Regions from separate parts of the Gossypium hirsutum genome. Here region 2 is linked to region 1. A link is a contact called in public Hi-C data. All regions are on one chromosome and are shown on one strand. Each heading gives the region's core, a stretch centred on a gene start, on an enhancer-like site or on the middle of the called end of the contact. The rest is flanking DNA. Distances are from core to core; before and after follow the strand shown. Region 1 holds the start of LOC107922992 (wound-induced basic protein). Region 2 holds the start of LOC107924818.

Region 1 (6,580 bases), core at 977-3,476:
TGACTATGAAATGCAACAAGTCAAGATTGTGTATAAGGTAATAATAATAATCCTTCCAAGTGATTTCGTCTATCTTATATCATCCATAACTTACTCTCTGAAAATAAGAGGGTGGAATTGGGTGTGCACATGGGTAGGCACCGGCACTCAAGTGCATGCCATGCATGCAATACTACCTTTACTTCTCTTCTTTCCACATCTTGACGGGGACCCATATGTCTGTTGTTGTCCTTCCACTCTCTGTCTCACTCTAATATTTTTGTAATTCTTTTTACACGCTTTCTATTTTTCCATGTTTTACCATAAATATCAAATTTATTGCTTATCCCAAAAAAGAAATGAATTTTCTCATTTTGTCGCAAAGGGCTTTTTGACAAACACGGCGATTCTTTGGCATATCATCAACCATACGTCCTTGGGTATTAAAACATATCACACATACTGAACTCCGAACCTCGGAACGTCAAATTTACTGGTTATTACCTTTTTTGAATAAAACCAACAGAAAGCCCATCTTTGTAACAAAAGTAGTAACGGATAAGGCTACCCTCGCTCCGCCATTAATGTCTGTCTTAAATCGGATAGTTCATTTCAATCATCAACATTATACACTTGATCATACATTGCTAGTTTATAAGAAATCCTTGCAAGTTTTAATTTAATTCCAATCTCGAGAATCGGCTTAATGCAGAAATATTAACTAAGATTTGGCCCTACATTAGCAATACTTCCCCTATAAATAACAAGTAAAATAAGGGCCAACATGGTCATAAAACTCATAATAGCTCCATAAATTACAATGAAGCAACAGGGGACCAAACTGCCACATCATGCCCCCAGCAAAGAGAAAAATCTATGAATATTACAGCACGAACTAAAATAACATCAGGAAAATAGAAGCTTGAATGCCAGATAAGAACATGGTCATTCCAAATCAAACAATAAAAACTGTTATAATATAGAAATTAGAAACATCCACAATAATTTCCATTCTAAAACAACAACCAACCTGTCCTATCTTAAAGCAGACTAAAAAAAAGCATCAGTTACTCTGTCATAACAGGTTTGTTCTCACTTGCTTTGGGTCTCTGCTCCTCCATTTTCCTGAAAAGCCAAGCAAAAGTTACACCCACTGATTAGAAGCATCTCACCGGAACAAAAACCTTTTCTTACAATAAGATTTCAGTGAGGCAGACGGCAAATGACGCATTAGAAAACCTCACATAATCATCATTTGTAGCACAAGGCAAAGCATGAGAAAGGAAACAAGTTGTTTAAACAGCATAACAAGCTAAACTAGAAAGACAAACAAATCTTTCCCCAAATTGAGAACATAAACCATAAAAGAAACAATTCAATGTTGTATCTGGAAAGAGCTGACCATAAAACAGGCTTCACTGAGTGTTAGAGAGATTGATAAAAGCTTCCTAAGTCGCAAGTTGCAGGTTATTGAATAGAGCCCACTGGATGCAGTTTCAGTAACCATAACTGCTAGAGACATCTAAAGCAATTAGCAACCATATCCTCCTAATTTCATAAGAATCAATCACAAAACAAACCAGCAAGCTAAGCCCAGTGCAAATAAAGCCCTCTCTATATATGTTCAAACAACATAAACACAAAGAATCTAATTCTAAACATCATACTCATTGTTCGCAATCACAATCTTCCCAAAAAAAAATAATTAGCTTTCATCGAATAGTTGAAAAATACATGCTAAATAATTGAAATAAACAATTAGTGAACATTTTTCTGGCCAAGTTTCCGCCGGAATCAAAAGTAAGCACTTGATAAAATTTCCCCTTTGACCAACATTCCCATTAAAATAGCAAACAAAAATCTTGAAAAGAGAATACGTCAGCATTTCATCAACTCCCAGTGAATATAATCATTTACGTTAATAACATTGAAACTAAACTAACACGGGAGCAAGTTTACACATAAATTAGGATGGAAAAGGATAAAGATGCATATATATATATGGAGAGAGAAGAGAGAGAGAGGAACCTTTTGTCAGAGCCGCCCTTCTGGCTGAGGAATGAGCGGAAGAGTGCAGAATTGACGTCGTAAATCATTCTGTAAGGAAAGAAACCCTAGCTAGCTTTCTCTGCTCACGCTGCTTATCAATTAGCCTTCGCCGTTTTAGTTTTGGGTCTCGAAAACCGCCTTTATATTTAGATTTGGGTCTTCTGGTACCACGTTTTATATGGTTGGGCCGTTGCCTATATATCTGTTAAAGATTCGGGCCCTCTTTGGGCTTTCTCATGGACGCCATCAATTTTTTTGTTCTTTTAAAAATAAAATATTTGAATGTCAGCAACATTATTAAAATGTCCCACGTTTTTCTTTTACATTTTAACATACCATAAAAAAACTATGATCGTTTATAATTTTTATTTTTCAAATGCGAAACATACACTTAAAATTTTAATATTTTCTATCAAAAGAAACGTTAAATAAAAACTAAAGACTAAAATCAAATTAAAAAAATAATCACTCAATTTTGGTTAATTTTCTTTTTACCTCTCAACTATAAAATGTTATATTTTGGTCAATAACGTTTTTAGGTTGTAACATTTCAATCATTTGCCTTTTTTTTTTGGTAACAAGAAACAATTAGAAAGTGACTGCAAAGATGACAAATTAATTAGAAGTAACAACCATAGAATCAAGATCAACCTCGAAAAGCTCTCGTAATAAGGGTTAAGGCCTCTTCATATACTTGCATCTCATCATAGTTCTTGCTTCCCGATTTAGCCATCCAATCATCTCTTTGTTAAGTTCCCTAGGGATGTGTCAAAATCGAACCTGTCAATTTTGACATAAAAGTTGACTAATCAAACGCAACTCTGATAACATACTAGTACCCGTGTCACCAGCTAAGATAGTTTCCACAACTAAAGTATAATCACACTCCAACTCCAATTGCTTAAAACCAAACGCCCAAGCTAAATTGAGGCATTCTAATATAACTCTTACCTCAATATTGAAAACTAATTACTTTTCAATCCATATAGCAAAATCGCACATCTAATTAGCATCATGGTCTTTAAATACTCCTCTAATCGTAACAGTATTATTGCTTTCCAATAATGCACTATCTACATTCAACTTAACCTACCCTTTCTCCTGCGGTCTCCAATGATCACCCGACACCATCTAAATGCAATGGAGTTCACAAGATTTTGAGTTTACAAAGCTTGCAGCCCAGGCTAAACATGTACCTACAACAATATCAACATTACTATGACTATTATTGAAAATGAAATTATTTTGGCTTTTCCATAATAGCCAACACAATTTTGCAAACAAAATCGGCCAATTTTCCTCCTTTATAGTCAATTCCTCTTGAGTTAACAAGTTAGTGGTTAACTATATATTCAGATTCGCTGAAAAGAACATATTCCTGACTGAATTGGAATCATTGTCTTTCAAACCACTTTTGAGAACTCACAATCTCATATGGCATGTAAGCTTGTCTCAATGGAATTTCCACAATGAACACAATGACCTTCGTTAGTCATATGTCGTCGAGCCCGTTCCCCATTAATCAGAATCTTATTTTGCCACAACAACCATAGAAATACACGAACTCTTTGAGGAGCCTTACACTTCCAAATCAACTTCCAATTGACAGATGGGTTTACATTACCAAAATTGGTCAAATTCTTGTATGTTTCAGTTGAGGAGAGAAGGCTACTCATCAACCAGTTCCAAGAAATATCTTGGCTCAAATGGAACAATGTTTGTCAACCAAAAAGTATAGGGGACATGGGGTTTCGGGATTTGCATTTATTCAACCTTTCTCTTTTAGCGAAACAAAGATGGCGTCTCCTTCGCAACAAGAACTCACTTTGCCATAAAGTTTTTAAAGCTAGATACTTTCTGAATTGTTCCTTTATGGAACCAAGTTAAAGAAGATGCTAGATGGTGGATTAGAAATGGTCTCACCGCACGAGTTAAAGAAGATGTTTGGATTCCAACCGAATTAAATTCATTGGCTCTATCCCCTTGTACCAACTTCAACGAAGAGTCTAAGGTTTGTGAACTCACTGATGTAAGCCGAATGGTTTGAAGGGAGAACCTTATTAAGAGAGAGTTTTCTAAAGAGGAAGCAGAAGCAATTTGCAAGATTTCGTTGGTGAATAAGAATGCTGAAGATAAACTTATTTGGAATTGGAATGCTAATGGGAATTACTCAGTTTGAAGTTGGTATAGATGTTTACTTCAATCAGTTAACGAGTTTGACTTGGGACCTCATAGAATTGCATGCAAAATGCATATGGAAAGTGAATGTGAGCAATAAAATCAAGATCTTTTGTTAGAGAGTGTACAATAATATTCTCCACTCGGGTTGTGCTTTGAATGCACGAATACAAGGCGCAAGTTTTGCTTATTTAAGATTTAGAAATAAGTCAGAAGATATTATGCGTGCCCTACATAAATGCCCTATTGCAAAGAGTGCATTGGCCTTAAATGGATTTTCGAATCAAATTTGCAATAAGGACGTTAACAATGGAGTGGAATGGATTGAAATTGCAGCTCGTGAATTGACGAAATATTGAATTGAAGAAAGATTATTTTGACAGGTTCATTTTTTTTGGACATTGTTATAGTATCTAAATACACATGTGATTAGTGTGTGAATTAGCTAAATTAGCTAAGTGGTTAAGCAGTTACAAAAGTTGGTTTTTTGTTAATAGCAGTTAAGGTTCCTCTTCTCTGTATAAGCTTGTATATGAACCGATTAAAGAAAATAAGATAGATCATTACCTTGTAAATATTTATCCTTCTATTCTAGTATTATATCATGGTATCAGTCGCTCGGTGATTCTCGGGCATGGCTACCACGCATTCTGCCGAATCTGATTCTGTTGAGCTTAGTGGCTCGGTGCTTCTTGGTGATCGAGTGGTCACGTCCTTTCCTCGACATGAGGTTGTCAAACTGGATGAAGGTTCGTTCGTTCAATGACAACAGTAGATCCGGCTCATTCTTCGTGAATACGATTTGTTTGGTATACTTAATGGATTATTGACAGCTCCGACGAGGTTTATTCAATCCTTCAATGGTAGCCTTGTCGTTAATCTGTCTGTTTTGATCTTTGATCAGTAAGGCAGTTTGCTTACCTCCTGGCTTTTGTCTACGATAAGCTCTTCGTTTTTTTCCTCATTTACGGATGTTCGGATTGCCCGTGAAGTCTGGATCATGGCGAATAATCTGTTTGTAACCAATTTAAGCACGAAGTAATCATAGTTGCGTCATGAGCTTCACTCTCTCCGAAAAGGTAGCCTTTCTATTTGATCGTATGTGAATAAAATCACCAGCTTGTGCGCTCTTCTTGCAACATCTGGATCTCAGATCTCGGAGGCCGAACGAACGGCAGTTTTTCTTACTGGTCTCTCCTCTAAGTTTGATGCTATTGTTTCATCCGCGTCACTCTCCTCAGGACCGTTACCGTTTCAATGCATCGTAGATGCTTTGCTTGAGTGCGAAGCTCAACAAATTCGGTCAGCCCAAGAGTTGTTGGTTGCTGCGAACGTTGTAGAGGGGCCACAACTTCAGTCGACAGATGGTCCGTTTCGTGGAGGAGGACATTCATTTGTTCGTGGTCGAGGTCGTTCGTTCCGTCCACGAATCCAGTGCCAAATCTATAGTAGATATGGACATCTCGCGTAGAGGTGCTACTATGGTTACAATCTTGACGACCAAACGTCAAACGATGCACCGATAGCACGACGGGGTGGTTTTGCGTCTAGCAGGTTTGGGAGAGATGATGATCGAATAGGTGAAAATATCTTTGGTCAAAATTGGGGGACTTACGGTCAAATTTGGAGGCCTTATTTGTGGTCGAATTATGGAATGGATAGTGGTGTCCCACGTGGGCCACATGCAGGGAATCCATTTGTTCAAAATAGAAATGGACAGTGTGATAATGTTGGCCCAAATTCGTTTGGTAATGGGCGTGAGTTTGATAGTGGACGAAATGCTATGGGTTTTCAATTTAATGATGAGTCTTTGGGTCGTTCGTATGGTAAGATGACTTCTAGGCCACGTGGGCCTAGTGGATCGGTTCGATCTCACCCAACTGATGGTCAATTTGTGCCTGAGCCCTCTGCTAATTGTGTTGGTATTGACAGATCTTGGTAGACTGTTCATGAGGCCCCGTGGCGGACAAAACCATGTGCTCGTTTGTTTAGTGTTGACTCGTTTCCGTATGACTCGTCTCAGTTTGTTGGGCTTCCCCCTAGGCTTCCTGAGTTGCACGCTTCGGATTATTCTGATGCTACAGCATATGACTCTAATTTTAACTCTACTGATTCTTATGTTCCATTGCCGGTAGGAAGCATGTCCTGGTGCCCAGACTTAGGGGCTACTCATCATGTATGCAGGAATGCTTCGGATTTACATGGCTCCACTCCATATATAAGTAACTCTTCTCTCTTAATGGGTAATGGGGTATCTACCAAAATTTCATCCATTAGGGGTACAATTTTTCCTACGAAGAAGAAATTACTACATCTCTCGAATATGCTCAGAAAATTTTATTATCTGTGTCTAAGTTTGCTACTGAAAACAATG
Region 2 (7,341 bases), core at 3,116-5,615, 150 kb before region 1:
TACTCAACTTTAAAAATATAACAAATCAGTCACTAACGTTATTAAAAAGTGACAAATCAGTCACCCATTAACATTTTTTGTTACAAGCCTAACAGAACAAGTGGTTTGGCCAGTTAACTAGCTGGCGTGGCCAATTAACTTGCCACGTTGGATGAGGCAAAGTTTCAGTTTAGTCACTCAACTTTCAAAAAATAACAAATCAATCACTAACATTATTGAAAAGTGACAAATCAATCACCCATTAACATCATTATCCAAAAGTTACAAATCAGTTACTCATTAACATTTTCCGTTCTCAGGCCTAATGGGATAGGTGACGTGGTCAGTAAACTAGCTAATATGGCCATTTAACTTGCAATGTTAGATGAGGCAAAGTTGAGTTACTACTTTTTTCGTTCTTCCTTTTCTATTTTTTAATAAATGACCCAATAATTTTACTTTTTGCGTAAATGACCCAATATGTTTATTCTTTTTCTTCATCCCAACAATCTCACCGTCTCCGCCTCCGCCACAATTGACCTTCAAACCACCACCCTATCTTTTTTTTTCTTTTTCAACCCCCTAATAGAGGAGCCACCACGGTTGGGATCCAACTGTCTTTTTCTGCTGCCCAAAGACATTAACTTTGAAAAAGTCAAATCAAAATCGGATTGGAGACAATTTTAGGTCAAACTATCAGTATCCATAACCAAACTAGTGAAGAGAAAATCCTCCAAAGCAACATTTAAGTGATTCAAGAACCAAAAGGACTCGAATTTGTCGAGATCTTCATAGGATGTGATGATATAAGCAAAAGGGTCATCGATTAAGCTAAACAACACTAACTCCATTGCCAACAATATCAAGTTGCATAAAACAAAATCAGAATCAAAACAATAGGAACATCCAGACAAACCAAACAATCGATTGAACCTATGATTTTCAGGAACAAAGAAAGTGGTTCCTCCAAAGGGACAATTAAATGTCCACAAGTGAAATTCTGGGTCGGGTCAGTGATTAGCAAGATCCCAAAGTCAAAATAAGACTGGGTACTTGATGGTCACTAAACTAAATATAATTATGACAAAGGCAAGCGCACCTATCGAATAATATTATAGCTATGGTGAGTAGGGAATATCGTATCCACGAGGACTAAAAGTACTAGTAATTACCGTTTTTCTATTATTTTATCGATAAATTGAAGTGATTGTTTTTAATCTAAATTTACTAATCTAATTTAACTACGAACGCAACAGAGAATGAAATGGGAAAACAATCAAAGATAACCAAAGAGAAAGACAATACCTAGGAAAGAATTCACCTAGACTTCACCTATTATTCTGAATATGAGTTAAACGATTTATTCACTTGTGTCTTGATCTGTAGAAATCCTTAAATTATGTTAATATCTCTTTCGAGAGTAAGAACAACTGACTCTAAGTTGATTAATTGAAATCTCTTTCTAATTAAAACCTCTATTATCGCATTAACTCAATCTACGGATTCCCCTATTAGATTTGATCTAATCTAGTAGATTTATGTCATCCAATTTCTAGGATTGCATGCAACTCCACTTAACTATGCTAGATCTATTCTTAAACAGAGATTTTTTCTCCACTGAAATAAGCACATTAAACATGAATTAATATCCCAAAAATATTAAAATACGAAATAAGCATACATAGTTTAGAACAAGAATAAATTATTTATCATGTAAATCAAAATCAAATAATAAGATTCATCATAGGTTCCATCTTCCTTAGGTATCTAGGCAATTTAGTTCATAATCTGAAATGAAAACATCTCAAAGTCAGAAAAACCACAAGACATAAAGAAATTCAATAAAAATTCGAAAGAAATTAAAAGAAGATTTTCAATCTTGAAGGAGATCCATTTCTGAGTTGGCTCTAACGGTGTTCTTCGAGTAATTTCGTCAATCTTCTCTGATTGCCCCCTTAGGTTTTCTTCTAATTAGTTTTTATAGACTTTAGAATGCTTAGAAAGCCTAAAAATTAATTTTTTTCGCGTATCTGGGAAGCAGGTTGCGAAATCGACATGGGCTAGCACATGGGCATGTGGCTAGCCCGTGTGGCTCACACGGATGTGTGGCCAGCCTGTGTGGAAATGCCTAGGCCTGTAGATCCTGGAAACAACTCTATTTGTTCGATTTTGGCTCATTTTTCGCTCCTTTTGCTCCTAAATGCTCTCATAAGTATAAAGACGTGAATTTAAAGGATTAGGAGCATCAAATTCACTAATTTACATAATTAATCATCCAAAGACGCATCAAGAATGAGATTAAAAATATGTTACTTTCATGGCTTATCAGTATTGTAGCAAAAGAGGATGAGAGATGGATCAGAAGAAGAGCGGTGGAGATGGTTGACAACGAAAGTTGTGGTCAAGGTGAGGTAAGCCTACTCCTTGGAAAGGGGTTTGAATCAGGTCACGGACCTAAAGGGTAATCTAGAAAGGATATCGAAAAGGGTATTTTGGGGTAATGACAATAAGGAAGCCATGGTTCTCAGCTTTCTTCTTGAACAAGAAGAATTAATTCAAGGGTTTTATTTGTTTTTCTTTTTTTGATGTTTGGTTTTTTGAAAGTTAGTAAGATTGATTTGTTATTTTTTGAAAGTTGAGTGACTGAATTGAAAGTTGAGTGATTGTTTTGTCATTGAGATCAAAGTTGAGTAGTTTTTGGTGTAATTTACCCTTATATATATTTTGGGTTTGAAATAACGTAGTGGTTGATTAAATGCCAGGTCGCTTTTCTGTTATGTCTGTAATAGAAAATGGTTCGTAAGACTCATTTGTTATTTTTTAAAAGTTGAGTGACTGAATTGAAATCAGAGTGACTTTTTTTTTCAGCTACATCAAAGTTGAATGACTGTTGATATAATTTACCCTTTTAAAAAATTTAAAATAATTAAAAAAAATCCAAAACTTAGATTTTTTTTAAAAAATTTATAAAAATTCTAAAAAATATATAAAGGAAGTTAGCAAAATAAAAAATTTCTAGAATAATAATTTTGGAGACATAAATAAGTTAATTAATGATTCAAGTTTATCGTGCTAAAGTATTTTTTTTATTTTGCTTTGAAATTTTTTTTAAATATATATGGTTTCAAGTTTATGTGCTCTAACATGGATTTAGTTATACTGTAACAAGATTTTAATTTGACATGTTTAACTTTTTAATTTAACTTGAACAAGTTCACTCGATTCGACTCAACTAAAATTTCATTTCACTCGACTTGATTCGATCGATGACTCACCTCTACTGAGATCTACTGAAATGATTCCCTACTATATAAGTTAGTTGTATAGGCATGAGAGCTTCTTTAAGATGTGATGGAGTAGTGTATAAAATTAGTAGTGGTACATTATGGGTAACAATAGCTTCTTTCGTTGAAAGAAAGGTTATAAAGTGACTTGCCTTTGGGACTATTAAAATGTGAAGAATAGTTAAAAATAACAACGATAATGGTTCACATTGTTGGTGGTGTGCAGAGCCATAAAGTATGATAGTGGTTCAGAGCACTAAATGAAAAAAAGACACTAATGATGCTGGTTTGTTCTTGTTGAGGAAGTGCTTGAAGAGTGTTAGGTATGTATTTGACTTTTGTGTCTTTTATAGAGCTTAGGGAATTCCCATGGAGATCTAGCAGAGTTTGAGCAAGAGAGAAGAGTCCTTTTCTTCTTCTTGGAGATGGGGAAGATGATATGAAGAGCTTGGAGTTTGGTGTGAGACACAGTAAAATATAAGGTGATTGTAGAGTCATAAAAACTTTCTTAAAACGTGACAATGTAGCTTGATGATGATGTATAGAATTGATAGTGATTTAAGAATATAATGATAATTCATAAATTTATCTTTATTAAATAAAAGAAAATATCCATGTATTTAAAATTTTTTAAAAAGATAAAATGTATTCATTAAAAATTGAAAACACTAGAAAGACAAAATAAAGTGAAAACAAGGACACAACTATACTTTAATTTTTATAATAAATATTTTATTCTTAACAAATATTTAATAATAAATTTTAATTTAAAAATTAATCAAAATTAAAATCTACATATATTTTATAAATATAATAGTAGCTAAGAATCAGTGATTGAGAGGAAGGTGAGGACAGTCCGTTCCAATTCCATATTTGACTCAGTTTGGTGGCGTAACGAATAGCTGCATTACAGCCATAGATGATTTCATGAAAAAATTATTGTCATTAAAAAACCAGGATTATCTTAAAGTTTTCGTATCAACTTTAAACTTAATATATCAAAATAATCTGAATTAAAAATTTAAATATAGAAAATAATTTTAGAAAAGTAATAAATTTTTTTTAACTTATGTATATCTCTCCCAACACATTTTTTGGCATCAATCTCTCAAACAGATCTTTTTTTTTTTAAATCAACACTCAAATAATATTATATAACTAAGTTTTCTCACTTACAACACGTAATCTGTTGCGGTTTTTTTCACCAGGGGATATAGTTTACTTTCTCCTGCAAAATATGGGTGGTGAGACGATCATCCCTCCTACCTTCACTTCTGGTATGTCAACACTCTCTTTCTCCTTTTTATTTCATTTCTCCTATTTAATCTTTAATCTTGAATCCATTTTCATCTCTCTCTGTCTTTTTTTTTACAGAGGAAGAATACTCAGTAGACCAAGATTTCTCACTTCCATCATTGTCTTCCCTAAACCCCACTTTGCTTAGGTACTCTTTTTTTCCCCCCCTGTTTTAAAGGATGAAATGAGTTTTAGCCTATATAATTTTCTTGGGATCAATAGTTTTTTTCTTTCTGTGTTGGTGAAAAATGTTGAATTTGATTATTTGGTTTCATATGAGCAAGGGATTATTTGAGAATGAAGGCTGAAGATGGAAAAAAATGAAAGCGATAGGTTGTTTTTAGAAGAATTTGATAAGATGGGTCCTCAGTCATCTTCTCCGGACTTTGAAGCTTATCACAAGAGGAGACAGAAGGTTTACAAAGAGGTTTTGCAGAGTTATGATCAATTGCGGGTTCGAAGTATGAGTCTAAACGAGGCAAAGTACAAGGTTTTGAGGTATTCTTGGTAGCACAATTTCATTTCTTTCCAAAAAGTGCTCTCCTTTATTCGTTGCTTGGCTCCAGAAATAGAAACTCAATTCTCTAAAAAGTACTGGTTTGAAACTTGCACGTACTTTTAATTTTGAAACCAAAAAGATCCTCTCATCCTAGGTTTGTGATATAATCAGAATGTGCACTAAGCAACATCAAACACTAAAATGCGATTTATGAAAAACCTTCTTATCATTGCTGCTTAATAATGTAATGCCAGATTTGATCTTGATTATATTTACAGTTGTTGACAACATGTTTAGTGAATATTAGTACCCGCACATATAATTCAAGTATGCAGTGTATGTTCTGAAGGTTTTATTGTAGTTGAAGTTTAGCATTTGTTGTTCGAGATGGGTAGAGTTGGTATTACTTAACTTTAATTGGCATTTGTAATTTCACATGAACAGTTATTTCCCTGGAATATGGATTGAGAATGTTGGTGGCAAGAAATTCAGTGATTACGATGTTCCGAAAACAACATCACTTCTTTTGATTGGTCCAAAAGGGTGTGGAAAAAGTAGTCTTGTCAATAAAATTTCCAGGGTGTTTGAGGATGACAATTTTGCACCAGAACGTGCTCAAATATCATGTAATGTTGTTTCATTGGTTTGTTAGATCACTTTTATGCAAGGTAGATGTAGTTATTATAATCCTGAACTTAGTATTTTCTCTAAAGCAGATAATCCATCTGTTGGAGATGGGACCTACTATCTTCAAGGATACATGATCCCAAGAGGTTCAGCTTCATTCTGTCTTTATGATTCCAGGGGCTTGGCCGACGGCACCTCTGAAAACATTAATGTGATTCAAAATTGGATGAATAATGGTGTTCGTCATGGGGAACCTGTTATCAGGTTTGCTTTGTAACTTTACAGAGTAGTTTGTGTCATGGATGTAATTTTTCCTGTCTCCAGATTAGTTCGTATGAGTGATTTGTTTAATCAGGAAATCAGATGATTCCAGTTTAAGGAGAAGAATGAAATTTAAACCACGAGAGCTAGGTTGGAAGTTCTGCAGGCCCCAGATGGTTAATTTTGTCATTTTTGTTGTTGATGCGGTTTCTGTTTTGAAATCCATTGAGGGTCATGGCGTGGAAGACTTACTCTGCTTGCAGATGATCAACGAGGTTTTCAAGCATCCGTGCTTATCATTTAAAGGTACGGAGATATTACTAATGGTTTTATTTTGTGTAATGTGTGGAGCTGATCAATAAAGACAGCTTATGTCTTCTGAATGGCTGGCACCTCGTAACTACCATGTATTTATTCACAGAAGTTTAATGTTTCATCTTGTATCTTCTTAATTTCCTATTCTCATTCTCCTATTCCTTGTTGGTATTGTTTGTTTGTTTTTTTGTTTTGTGGATTAGTGGATGTGACTTTCTTCTTATCAGGTGATCGATTTGCTGAATGCTTTTTTGTTTGTTTAGATGATAAACCTGTTGTCGTTATCACACATGGAGATTTACTTTCAATTGCTGACCGTGTTCGCGCCCGTGTTTATTTGGGAGAGCTGCTTGGTATTCCACCTGCAAAACAAATTTTTGATATTCCAGGTGCCTTCATCAAGTTATTTACATTTTCTTCTTTGTAATTTATTGATTACTTTTTGCCATCCCATTATTTATGCAATTGAGTGTAAGCCTTTAAGTTTGCAGAAAACCATGATCCAGTAACAGAGTTGACAATTGTTGATATGCTGCGCTACTCACTTGAGCACGCAGATCGAAATCTTCCGTACAAGAACTGGGTAATGGAAAATGCATGACTTGCACCAATAATAATGGCTAAGATGTTCTGCATGGCTGTATTTTCTTTTACTCTGATTTGTAAAGCATGCTGATAACTTGTAAATGCTTGCTTCTTTGGTTTGATTCATTATGCTTACAAAATTTCTTGGCAAGTGTTTTGCTCGAATCCAAAATATTTGTTGTTATCATTACGCTTTGTCAAGCAAGTCATTTAGCTTTTGTATCCTTACCGTACTTACAAGGCATTCTTAGTTATTCTTGATGTCTGTATGATTCCTCAGTGGTGATACGAGGTTTTGCGCAAGCAAGCATATTGCTTGGTTAATTATTTTGTAATGGCTATAATGATCACATGCAGGTTCGCAAAGTCCCTCTATTTTCATGGTTATGTGTGCTAGCAATGCTGCTGGGTTTTGCCTCAGGAATGGCTTGCATGCGATATTTGCATATGAGGCATCCTCGGAAATCAGAATTTAAGATAGTTTGGCATACAATC

Evidence for each region. A called contact is a pair of places that touch in the nucleus more often than the background predicts.
Region 2: a Hi-C map of seedling shows a contact between it and region 1, with 1.7 times the contacts expected there. The contact joins the promoter of LOC107924818 here to the promoter of LOC107922992 in region 1. A contact is called at or near these places in 5 of 34 Hi-C or Micro-C datasets (callus, leaf and seedling).

The regions. Positions count from the first base shown.
Region 1 is chrA11:17,036,717-17,043,296 of Gossypium_hirsutum_v2.1, reverse strand. It overlaps LOC107922992 (wound-induced basic protein), which reads right to left and starts at 2,226. Exons shown (of 2, transcript XM_016853193.2): 1 at 2,008-2,226; 2 at 753-1,104. The coding sequence starts at 2,075. The coding sequence ends at 1,047.
Region 2 is chrA11:17,183,341-17,190,681 of Gossypium_hirsutum_v2.1, reverse strand. LOC107924818 reads left to right here and starts at 4,365. Exons shown (of 9, transcript XM_016855422.2): 1 at 4,365-4,540; 2 at 4,638-4,707; 3 at 4,844-5,057; 4 at 5,503-5,684; 5 at 5,775-5,949; 6 at 6,041-6,252; 7 at 6,525-6,650; 8 at 6,753-6,844; 9 at 7,204-7,341. The coding sequence starts at 4,870. It also overlaps the pseudogene LOC107924819.